Linked DNA regions of Pan troglodytes: regions 1 and 2 are each linked to region 3. Evidence: chromatin contacts called from public Hi-C data. All regions are on one chromosome and are shown on one strand. The core of a region is the stretch at or near the end of the contact, and the rest is flanking DNA. Distances in the headings are between cores, read along the strand shown. Region 1 overlaps LOC134807861 (a long non-coding RNA gene). Region 2 holds the start of BCL2L11 (BCL2 like 11). Region 3 has its middle 190 kb from the start of BCL2L11.

The links. Hi-C and Micro-C count contacts between places; a contact is called where the count stands out from the background.
Region 1: a contact with region 3 is called in a Hi-C map of stem cell-derived neural progenitor cells, with 2.8 times the contacts expected there. The contact joins two enhancer-like sites. A contact is called at or near these places in 2 of 7 Hi-C or Micro-C datasets (blood and stem cell-derived neural progenitor cells).
Region 2: a contact with region 3 is called in a Hi-C map of stem cell-derived neural progenitor cells, with 3 times the contacts expected there. The contact joins the promoter of BCL2L11 here to the enhancer-like site in region 3. A contact is called at or near these places in 1 of 7 Hi-C or Micro-C datasets (stem cell-derived neural progenitor cells) and 1 of 1 datasets of contacts at active chromatin or transcription factors (stem cell-derived excitatory neurons).

Annotation. Positions count from the first base shown.
Region 1 is chr12:11,771,693-11,774,972 of NHGRI_mPanTro3-v2.0_pri, reverse strand. The region is part of intron 1 of LOC134807861 (a long non-coding RNA gene); the gene reads right to left. Among named protein-coding and RNA genes, the nearest start is that of BCL2L11, 330 kb to the left of the region's middle. Within about 2 kb of position 1,457, at least 6 of the 24 cell types and tissues checked have an H3K27ac peak or open chromatin away from gene starts, as enhancers often do. A contact at or near this core is called in stem cell-derived neural progenitor cells, where this site is marked.
Region 2 is chr12:12,102,784-12,106,378 of NHGRI_mPanTro3-v2.0_pri, reverse strand. BCL2L11 (BCL2 like 11) reads left to right here and starts at 1,515. Exons shown (of 4, transcript XM_009443098.5): 1 at 1,515-1,842.
Region 3 is chr12:11,910,638-11,914,232 of NHGRI_mPanTro3-v2.0_pri, reverse strand. No RefSeq gene overlaps it. Among named protein-coding and RNA genes, the nearest start is that of BCL2L11, 190 kb to the left of the region's middle. Within about 2 kb of position 1,767, at least 7 of the 24 cell types and tissues checked have an H3K27ac peak or open chromatin away from gene starts, as enhancers often do. A contact at or near this core is called in stem cell-derived excitatory neurons and stem cell-derived neural progenitor cells, where this site is marked.

The DNA of each region.
Region 1 (3,280 bases), core at 208-2,707, 140 kb after region 3:
CCCCCATGCTTCCCCAAAAGGGCTAAACCCAGAAAAGCCTTTCCTGGATGTCTAATTGGTGACAGCCTATTATGCCCAAGGGGTTTACTTTTCTCCAGGTGCAGAATAACAGAGGAGAGATTTGTTTACTCTCTCCCTTTTTTTTTTGACATTAACAACTTTGTTTAATGGCCTGGGAGCTTGAGCCGGTCAGATCCCTGGAGCAGGGTCCACACACTCAGCCCTGGACTTTCTCCCACCTATTCCAACCCAGCCTCACACTCCCATAACTGCATTCCTAGCCTTTTCTTCCCGTTTTTAACACTGTGCTTCACCTAGTAATCAACATAAAAACAAAGCAGATAGAAGGACAGGCCTAGGTCAGGCAACCGTCTGGGGTAATGCAGGTGTCACAGCCACAGGCCAGGCTTGACTGGCACAGGTCTGGGGAGCCTGGGGGCAGCCTGGGTGGGTGTGAATTAACAGCCTGGAGGTGGTGGGAGGGGGCATTCTGTGTGCCTCTGGGGAGGGGCGGAGGTGAGGTGTTCTCTTTGTCAGGGACCCTTGGATCTGCTGGGGACAGAGCCTGCCCAACTCCCTCCTAAGCAACTTCTGTTTCCTCTGCTCTCCCTTCCTGCAACCTGCACTCCTGCTTCCTGCCTGGCACTACCAACTGTGGGAAACCCAAGTAGGTGGCACCATAGTGGGGGGCAAAAGGCAAAGCCTTGGTTGGGTAGGGGGCATAACTCCAGGCCTAGTTCTGCGAGCCCTGACACAGAGGCAGGATGCTTACAGAGGAGACAAAAAAGCAACGCAGTGCCTCGAATAACAACTGGGGTGCCCCCACACTGCCACTGACAACTACCCCTCAATAACTAGTACACCCTAGTCTTTCTAGCTTCTGGGCACTCCTAGAAACCAGAGCTTCAAAACCCTTCAGTTCACACAGGCCAGGACTTGCTGAGGGCAGGGGGCGGGGGAGGAGGTGAGGGTTGCTTTCAGGAGTATCTGTTCTTGCTCCCATAATCTTGGAGTGGATCACAAAACTGAGTAAGTGTTGCTATGGTTATTAAAGTCATTCCTTTTAAAAAAGAGCAAAACATGGCAGATTTTCTTAACAACTTGTTCAAATGGCAACAGTCCCGGGTTGTAGCTAATTAAGTGTGCTAAAGATAAACACAAGATCGCACATTCCTATTAAGATTGTTTGCTCCTGGTTCTTTTACACACACACACACACCACTTTGAACATTCAGGGGAAATAATAAATTCTTATGCACTCAGCATGAGGAGTAAAGAAGAAAAATATATTTTCCATAGAAATCGCCTTACTTCACCTCCTTTAAATTCTACAACTTGCTTCAGGACAAATAAAGAGGAAACTACTGGAATGTGTGAGCAGGCCCCACTAGCTCTGAAGGCAGAGGCCTCAGCAGGAGGTGAGCAGCTGCAGAGAGGCTCAGGCAGGCGGCCCTGGGCAGCCTCATTTCTTTATTAACACCACCACCTACAGGGACTGCTTTGAATAGGATGGTGTGGTGTGGCCCATAAAGCCTTGCAAGAAAAACAACATTCAGAACAATTGCACCACATTTTTTTTTTCAACTTCCTGTTTATTAGTATTTTATCTAAGAGCAGAACAAAAGTCTGTATAAATGGGAGAAAATAAAACAAATGAATGCACTGTTAAGGCCTATTCACAATGCACACATACAACAACTTGTCAAGTGCATTATGTCCTTTAATTGAACCCACCTCAGACCTTCAAATGTCTCTGATGACAGAGATCAAGAGGAAATAAATGGAATTTGTTATAAGAATTATATATAATTAATTTTTAAAAAAATAAGTAAATGGGCTTGTTTTCGGCACAACTGTATGACAGTATTCCTTGCTACACTGTACAAGTCAACATCTTATCAGTAAGAATTTGTATTTTGCTAGAAATACGCATGAATATCATGAAAATGCAAATGTCCCCCTAATGTTTGGTGCAGAGCTTGATTGTGTAAGAAAAGGAAGAAAGTATGTGGTCAAGGTGTGGGCAACCTTTGAGGTTCTCAGCCTAAGAGGTGGACAAAGGGCTGGTGACGCCTCCACTGGAATCCTTCCAGCGAAGTCATGAGGTCATTACGAAATTGTTAGTGATGTCTGTGAACTCTGCTTTTCTTCCTTAACCTGCCGGCCATGTTGTTCTTTGGGCTTCTTCTCTGCCTACTTTTCGAAAGGCTCAGGGCCAATGAGACGGAATGAATGAGTGGCCACAGGGCTTCCAGTGTTGACCTTGATGGCCACATTTTCTCTTGAAAGCAGCCCGTACAGTCTGTTTTTGTGGATACTTGTGAATCAAAGGGCTGGGCCTTGGCACAGTTCCCTAGGACCCTTGCTCTTTTTTATCTATGGTTATAAATACCACTGAGTCTCATTTATTTTGAGTAGTTTTAACGTCATGTTTCCCTATTTGAGAAGGACACCTAGACATTTGGGATTATCAACTTGGGGAATTGCCTAAGATTTTTTTTCTATGCCCTAGTAATCAGGAATTTTGTTATTATTTACCCTCCATATCTCAGTCTCCTATGACATTAGCGCGTATGGCCTTGTCTAATTATTCCTGATACCTATTACCTCGTTCACATGAAAATAAGAAGTCAATAAGAAGAGGCCTCCTCTTGTATAGCGTAACAAGAAACATATCTGCAGATAGAGACGGCATAAATCAAAGCTGAAATGTGAACTTAGCACTGGTCAAGACCAGTTAAGCTAATCAGAAACAGATTGCAAATGCTCTAGCAGAACAAATACTGTCTTTCTAAATGGCCGAAAGTGCTGTGAGGGATTAAAACTGAACAGAACAATCACAACAAACAACAAAGGTCACCAAATAATAAAGCAGCCATCATTTGTGTGCTGGTAGTAAACACTCTGAGAACTCACTGCATGTGTCTTGGACATGGGAGATGAAGAAATGTGGGGTTGGTTTTGTTTTGCCAAGGGGCATTGATTAACCCTAACCAGCAGTCAGATCTAGGAAGGGGACCCTTCCTGGAGAGAACGTCTCTATGGAATTCATTTTTTATTTTTTGGTAATTTTTTTAATTGACAAAAACTCTATTACATTTACTGTGTAACATGATGTTTGGAAATAAGCATTAAGGAATGGCTCAACTGAGCTAATTCACATATACTTATCTTTTATGGTGAAGACAATTAAAATTTACTCTCAATAATTTCAGAATACAATACATTGCTATTAACTAGAGTCACATGTTGTACAGTAGATCTCTTAAGTTTATTTCGC
Region 2 (3,595 bases), core at 266-2,765, 190 kb before region 3:
GCGCGTCCTCCAGCGACTCCGGGAACCCAAGGCCTCCTTCACCTCGCTCAAAATTCACCCGAAAATGCGCTGAGACTTTGGCATGGGGCTGCGCTGTGTCCCACTGACGTTACAGAAGCGCTTATGAATTTAAAAACTGCTCCAGGTGGCCGGACGGCGGGACAACGCCTCCTCACTTGCTCCTCTACGGCAAGGCCCCTTCTTTCTCCCTGCCGGCTGCGGTGGTGGGTAGGGTGGTCCCTTTACAGAGTTTCCTTAATCCATCTAGCCTGACCTCACCTGCGGGATGTTCCATTTCCCGATCCACCTCCCACACCCCCGCTGCAGTTGTCTAGAAGCCGGGGCTGGGGGACTGAGGCGCGCGAGGAGCAGACAGGAGGGCCGGGGTTGGGGGCGCCAGCCACGCGTTGGGAGAGCAGACCCGGGTGCAGACTCAGAGGACTGGAGAGGCGGCATGGAGTTTGGTCTCCTGGGAGGTAGAGTGAGGTGCTGCGGCCTCCAGGGAGGAAAGGGATGGGTGGGGAGGGGAGGAGGGACGGGGTATTCTGCGCTCCCGCACCGCGGCCCGAACTCAGCTGTTCTGCCTTCACTGGCCTCAGCCAGTCGAGGGAGCTCCTACGAGGTTATCTGCGAGCCCAGCAAATCTTGGGGGTCCTAGCCAAATGCAGTGCGCAACGTTCTCTCTCACTTGGAGGCCGCCATTCACCTCGGTTTTTTTTTTCCTAAAAGGATTTTTTTTTCTGAGTGCTTTTTTCATTTCCCTATTTTACCTGCTCTGCACATGCCTCCCGCCCTCACCCGGGAGGCGGCGAAGACGCCCACTGGGACCGTGCCTGGCCGTTTTCTGGGCGCGTCCTGCCCCCACGGCCTCTGTCTCTTAGGGAGACTGGGAGCGGAAGAAAAGCTGGAGAGCCCCTGCGGGGTGGCAGGAGGAGGGTGCCTGAGTCCCGCGAGAGGCCCGGGCGAGGAAGATGCGCAGCCTGCTGATCCGCGTCCCGCCCGGCGCCAGGGACCCTCAGAGGGAGGAGAGCTCAAAGACCTCGCCCCGCGCCTTCGCGAGGACCAACCCAGTCCCCGCGCCTGCCCCAGAGCGGCTTAGAAACTCAGGGCACAGTGAGGGCGCAGGGCGCCTCCTGAGGCTTTACACCGCCGGCCGGGCCAGCGGAGGCTGTGACCGGAGCGCCCCCTCTGTGCCGCGCACGCCGCGGCCGCCGCCGGGTTGGGGTAGGGGAGCGGGAGGCTAGGGTACACTTCGGGGTGGGGGATGGGCGCGCACATGGCCGCCAGCAGGCAGCGTTACTCCGGTAAACACGCCAGGGACGGCGGCGCGCGCGGGAGGCAACCCAGCGGGGCAACCCCCGCCTTTACCTGTCCGAGCCTGCACGCGCCGGCGGCCGCTGCGCCGAGGGGGCGGAGCTTGCCAGCCCGCGCGCCGGGGCGGGACCTAGCGGGGGCGGGACCTAGCGGGGGCGGGGTCCGCAGTGATTGGGCGTAGGAGCGGGGCCGCCAGCCAGAGCTGGGCTGCAGGGCCGCGCAGGTTTCACTTCGCTCCGCGCAGCCGCCTGGTCTGCAGTTTGTTGGAGCTCTGCGTCCAGCGCCGCTGCCGCTGCCGCTGCTGCCGCCGCCGCCGCCGCTGCCGCCGCCGCCGCCGCCGCCGCTGCCGCCGCCGCCGCCACTACCACCACTTGATTCTTGCAGCCACTCTGCGAACCCTGCCACACTGCGATCGCATCATCGCGGTATTCGGTTCGCTGCGTTCCCGCCGCCACCGCCTCGGCGCCCTTCCCTTGGCCCTTGTTCCCCCAAATGTCTGACTCTGGCTCTCGGACTGAGAAACGCAAGGTAAATACCTCCAAATCCCGGGGCGCGGGCCTGGCACCGAAGGAAGACTAGCGCTGGAGCCCGAACGGCACCACCTACTGCCCGCTTCCCGTGCACGTGCGAGCGGAGACGCTTGCATTGGCGCCGCTTGTCGCCGGCGGGAGGTGGGGATCCGTGTGGATCGGGTTCCCTCTCGGGCAGGTTCTCTTTAAAGAAAAGTCGTTCACGCGGAACCTGCAGGCTCTTGGCCGAAGTGCGACTTGGGACGGGATGCTGCGCGCGGGCCTGGTGAAGGGTCGTAGGTCCGGGCAGGAGGAGAGGCAGCGCGTGCCTTTCGGCGCCGGCCCGGGAGCTGGGGACCTGCTCGTAGTATCGGGCTGTGCGCCCAGCTGGAAAGTCTCGCCGCCGGCTCCGGCGCCCTCAGAGTAGCGGCCGCGCAGTGTGAGGGTGTTTCGCGTCTTGGTTTTTTGGGGCGCGCGGGCCTGTTGCGGAGGATTTGCGGAACTGCGGTGGTGATTTAACTGACGAGACAGGGCTTTTCCTTTTACTCATTCAGGCCAAGGTTTCGGGGCCACTGCTGCGTTCGCTTTCTCAAGCGTACCTGGGGCCCCTGCTTGCTCTGCAGGAGTCCTGCGGACTGTGCCATCCGCACGATTCCCCGGCAGCGAGAAATCTAGGTCCTTCCCTGACCACCTGGACCGCGCAGGGGACTAGTCGCGGCCAGCAGAACCTGCTCGGTCCCTGGGCCGGGCTATCTTAGCGGCTCACGCATGCCCGAGCACACCCGACCCGGTTCGCGGTGCAGGCTGGCGGCGCCGTGCCCTCTGGGACCTGTTGCCCCAGGGTTGGCGCTGCTGGTGGAGGGCCCGACGGACGCCAGGGCGGAGGGTGTGAATTTACTCGATGGTCGCGGACGTACGCGTCCGTGGCCAGGGGTGGCTCTTCGGCTTTGACTCGTGTCTGCGGCGCACCAGGAGAGAGAGGAAGTTGTTGGAGGAGAATAATTGCCACAGCGGTGCCATAACGGCGGTGACGGCCGTTAGGGTCTGCCCCCGACGGGCCAAAACAAGGACAAGTGGCGAGGACTGGGCCTGGGGATGGCCCTGCGGGTCCGGGCGCGGCGCAAGTCCTGCTTTGTCTCCAGGTGACTGGCTGTCCAGGACGGCGGGAGCTGCTAAGGCTTGTGTCCGGAAGGAGCACAGGGATGGGCAGGGTAGCCGGGCCAGCCGGCCCTCAAATCCTCCGACGAAGCGGCAGCTGCCACGGCCACGGCCAGAGCAGCGCTCGGAGGCGAGTTTGTCAACAATCGCCTCGCCTTTGGCGGCCTGACCCGTAGGCGCCGCCCCCACCGCGGCTGCCGATTGGCTGCGGCGCGGAGCGACCGCGCGCGGACCAATTGGGAACGCGGGCACCCGGCGCCAGCGGCGCGGGGAGGTCGGCGGTGCCGGCGGCGGCGGGCGCAGAGCGCGAGGGGAGGAGCGGGAGGAGGCGGAGGATGTTCCCGGCGGCTGCGGCCGGGGCAGCGCGGGCCAGAGGCGCGGCGTGCGGAGCCCTCGGCTGCCCGGCGGAGCGCGGCGGCGGGCTGGCGGGAAGGCGCGGGCTTTGCGCTGCGCCGGGGACTCTGAACCCGAGTCCCAGGCTTTGTCTCCTCTGCTGCTTTCGTGGTGACGGTCAGGGGGCCCCCGGTCGGCGAAGGGCGCGGGCCGGACGCCGCGGGGCTTGGTCCCGGGCCCGGACGAGGCGCTCTGAAGGGAAGGCGCGGACGTGAGTTTCG
Region 3 (3,595 bases), core at 518-3,017:
TGCAGGGACTGGCTGGCATTTCTTTGTTCCTCCAGCACCACCTCCTGCCTAGTGGAATTATGGTCATGATGGTTCAGAAAGAACTTTTTGAAGGGATAGCCCATGCCAGATTTTATCATGATGCAACTTTGCTTCCACTGGATGTTAGTGTAGAATCAATCTCCTTAGTTATTTAGAGGAAGCAGGATGTTCAAGAAGGTAGACAGCAAATAGTGGACACATTTATTTTAGGGAAAAGAATCATTAGAGTGTGTATTCTTCCAGTCGTGCAGTCATTAATTTAACTATCATAATGCAAATATTTAAAAAGGAAGAAAATTAACATTTAGTGAGTGCCTACTGCATGTTTTATATCTTTGATTCTTCCTGGGTTTACAAAAAGTATCTCTGAAGTCTTGTAGTGTGTCCACTGAGTTTCTCTAGTTTCACTAGCCTCCGGACAGAAGAGCTCCAGGCAGCACAGCAGTCACCTTCTGCTCCCTGTCCTGGCCGCTCCTGTCGGGAGAGAAGGCTGGGGCGCTGTGGGGCACTGACTACAGGTCTGTGCCGGAGTTCCCCAGTGATGCTGGCTGTAAGTAATGAGCGTGGTCTGCTGGGCCTTCCCTGCAAAGTTGGCTCAGAGCCAGCACCCTCTCCCTGCCCTCACCGGTGTGGCTCCTATGGGGAAACAGAGTCAGAGCTGAATGCAGGAAAACCTCTCAGTGAGGGCAGAAAATGAAGTTCACCTGGCCAGCCCAGACACCCAACAAACAAACCAAAAACAAAATATAAGCAAATAAACAATAAATAAATGCCAAGCACCATGTGAAACATTTGCATCTGCTGCTTCACAAACCTACGAGTGCAAAGTGTGGTATGTTAAGATGAGCAATTCTCACATCTCCATTTAGACAACAGAATTTACCAAACTGCAAGAAAAACTGACCTCCAGATGTTACCGTCACCTGATGCATATTGAATGAGCTCAAAACAAGCTTCTGAATTTGGAATCATCCTTCTCAAATTGATGGAGAAAGTGACAAAGGTGGAGGCATTTCTGTGGGTGTGGAGGGTGCCGAGAGCCAGATGTGGCTTCTTGCAGGGACACAGACCTGCCTCCAAGACAAAGTATTCATTTGGTGGCCCCGGGGGCCCCTTCTCAGGAGTAGTTAATAATATTAACAACTCCAACACTTCGTGAAATTATTTAGGTAATTAGCAAATAAAGATTACACCTCTAATTTCTTCTTTAAATTCTGATTTGGGGCCCTAGACTCAAAAAAAAAAAATTGAGGCATTCGTAAGTCGAAGTTTTACCACTATGAGAGTTAGCATTTACTAGTGTGGAGAAAAAAAATCAGATAAAGAAATTGCACTAGAAAGTGAAATTGGATTTTTAAAAAAATCAATGAAGTAACCAGGCTATTAAAATGGAAAATAAGTCTGATGTCATTCTGAAAAATAAGGGAGTGAGTCACCTGCAGAGCCACTTAATTAAGCACAGGAAGTAACAGGAGAGCTTGAGTAATTTTCCCCGTTAATGTCAGTATTTCAAAATGAGTGAGGCGTTAGGCCACTCTCTTTTAATCTGAGAGCTAAATCAGCTCTTTTGCCCTCAGGACATCTTGAGACATTTGAAGTTGATGAAGAGCAAAAAGGAATGTATTAAAAATTATCCCAACTGCACTCAAACAAGGAGAAAACTAAGCTTTCTACTTTAGGTCCCCGGGGCGTGGAGTGATGGAGGCCGGGGAGCAGGCGCTGGGAGCAGGCGCTGGGAGCCTGGGGCTGGAACGCTCTCCATACGGAGCGGGGGAGGCAGCCTAAGGGGGCACCGTCACAGTGGTCATAGGGAATGTCAGCAGAGGTCTTCCCAGGCTCCTGGGGATTGCAGTAATTTTCATTTCTGGCCTGTAGCAGCTGAGAGGGGTGGCTTCTGTGTTTGGGTTTTCACAGAAGTGATGTGGGACATTTGAGCACCTTGAAAGAAAGAGTCCGTTCTCCTTCCTGTCAATGCGGGGTCATGTGGGGCCTGGCTGGCCTCCCCTCCTGCCTCCACCAGCCAGAGCGCCCTGGCTTCATCTCCCCAGCCAGGACACTAGGTCTGGGGCGCTCTCCCAAACAGCAGTATAGAAATGCCCCAGGCCTGCCCCAGGCCCACCCCAGGGAAGCGTGGGGACTGTCCCAAGGTGCGCTTGGGGGCTCTGAGTCTCAGTCCTCTCCACCAAAGTGAAGGAGGCTCCTGAGGTTCCTGCTGGATCCCAAACTAGAGCAGGCTCTGACAAGGAGGACCAGGGCTGTCCCCTGAGGCCTCGTGTTTACAGCATTCCATTGTCTTCCATCCATCAGGGCCATCATCATCAAAGGCCTGTTCCTCTCCACTGCTGGGATTAGCATAGTTTGCACCTATGTCTTTTGGTGTTGGTTGGTTGGTTGTTTTCTGTCTACTATTATTATTTAACTTTGCTGAAATTCGGGATCTTTAATCCCTACATCTGGCCTGGTTTCCATAAGGGCTTGTTTGGAGAACCAAGCCCACGGGGGTGTGAGTGCCTGCGAAACACAGAAAGAAGCCGAGACCCAGGACTGAAGACTCGAGACTGCTTTGGGCGTGTGGAGTTTGCATCCCTGATGAGTAAGTCAGTCTGTTCTGAATGATCCAAGCTTAATTCGTGGTTAAAAACAAACACTGGCCACAACCAGGCAGCTCTAGGTTTTAGACAGCACCCTAAACCCCAAGGGCCACCAGACACTTTCCCAATATTAACCACCAAGAGTGAAAAGTGCATAATGCTCAGTCTGCAAAGTTAACTTCATCAGAAATGATTCTCCCTCCCAGGTAGTTCTTTCTTACTTCATCTTGAAATTGGCAATGTAGCGCTGGGTTTTTACTCTAACTTTTAAAATGTTTCTCGTTCTCCTCCATCCCACCCCAAATAGAATCGCTTGATAAAAACAAAGCAAATTAATATTTGGTGTTCACGTTTTTAACCAATCAGCCAACTGAGAACCAGGTGGGCTAATCCTAATCCCTTTTTGAGGATTGTCCTGAAGGCCAGAGGCCAGGTGTGGCCTCCAGCCTCAGGCACCCACAGACTTTCAAGAGGCCTCTTCCTGAGGTCCTCTCTCCCTACTTGAACAAATTCTCCTCCCACATGAGATGACACATCTGACAGTCACCCAGCTGCTTGATGTATGCAGGTCAAGCTGTGAACTGGCTTTGAGTTCCAATCACCATTAGAAGGTAAATTCACTGACTTGAAAGCTTACTGATGTCATGGAGTCATAATCAAAGATCTCTTTGAAGTGGAAGTTGGTCAGTCATTGCAGGAGGAGGTAAGAAGGGGTGAGATAAAAACTCAGGCAGCTGAAACCATTACCCCCTGGGGGAGCAATCCCCAGCCCTCAATTCTGAATCCCCAGTAAGGCCTCTCCCCAGTGCCAGCAAGCCTACCTTTCCTTAGCCATCCCCATTCATATCCTCATCTGGTTCTGCCTCACCAAGGGGGACTGCTGTTCAAATCCTGGCTGAGCTGCTCACCGGCCTTATGCCCCTGCCCTGGGGAAGGCCAATGCTTGGCTGCTTGCTCACCTACTAAACAAGAACCCTCTGAGT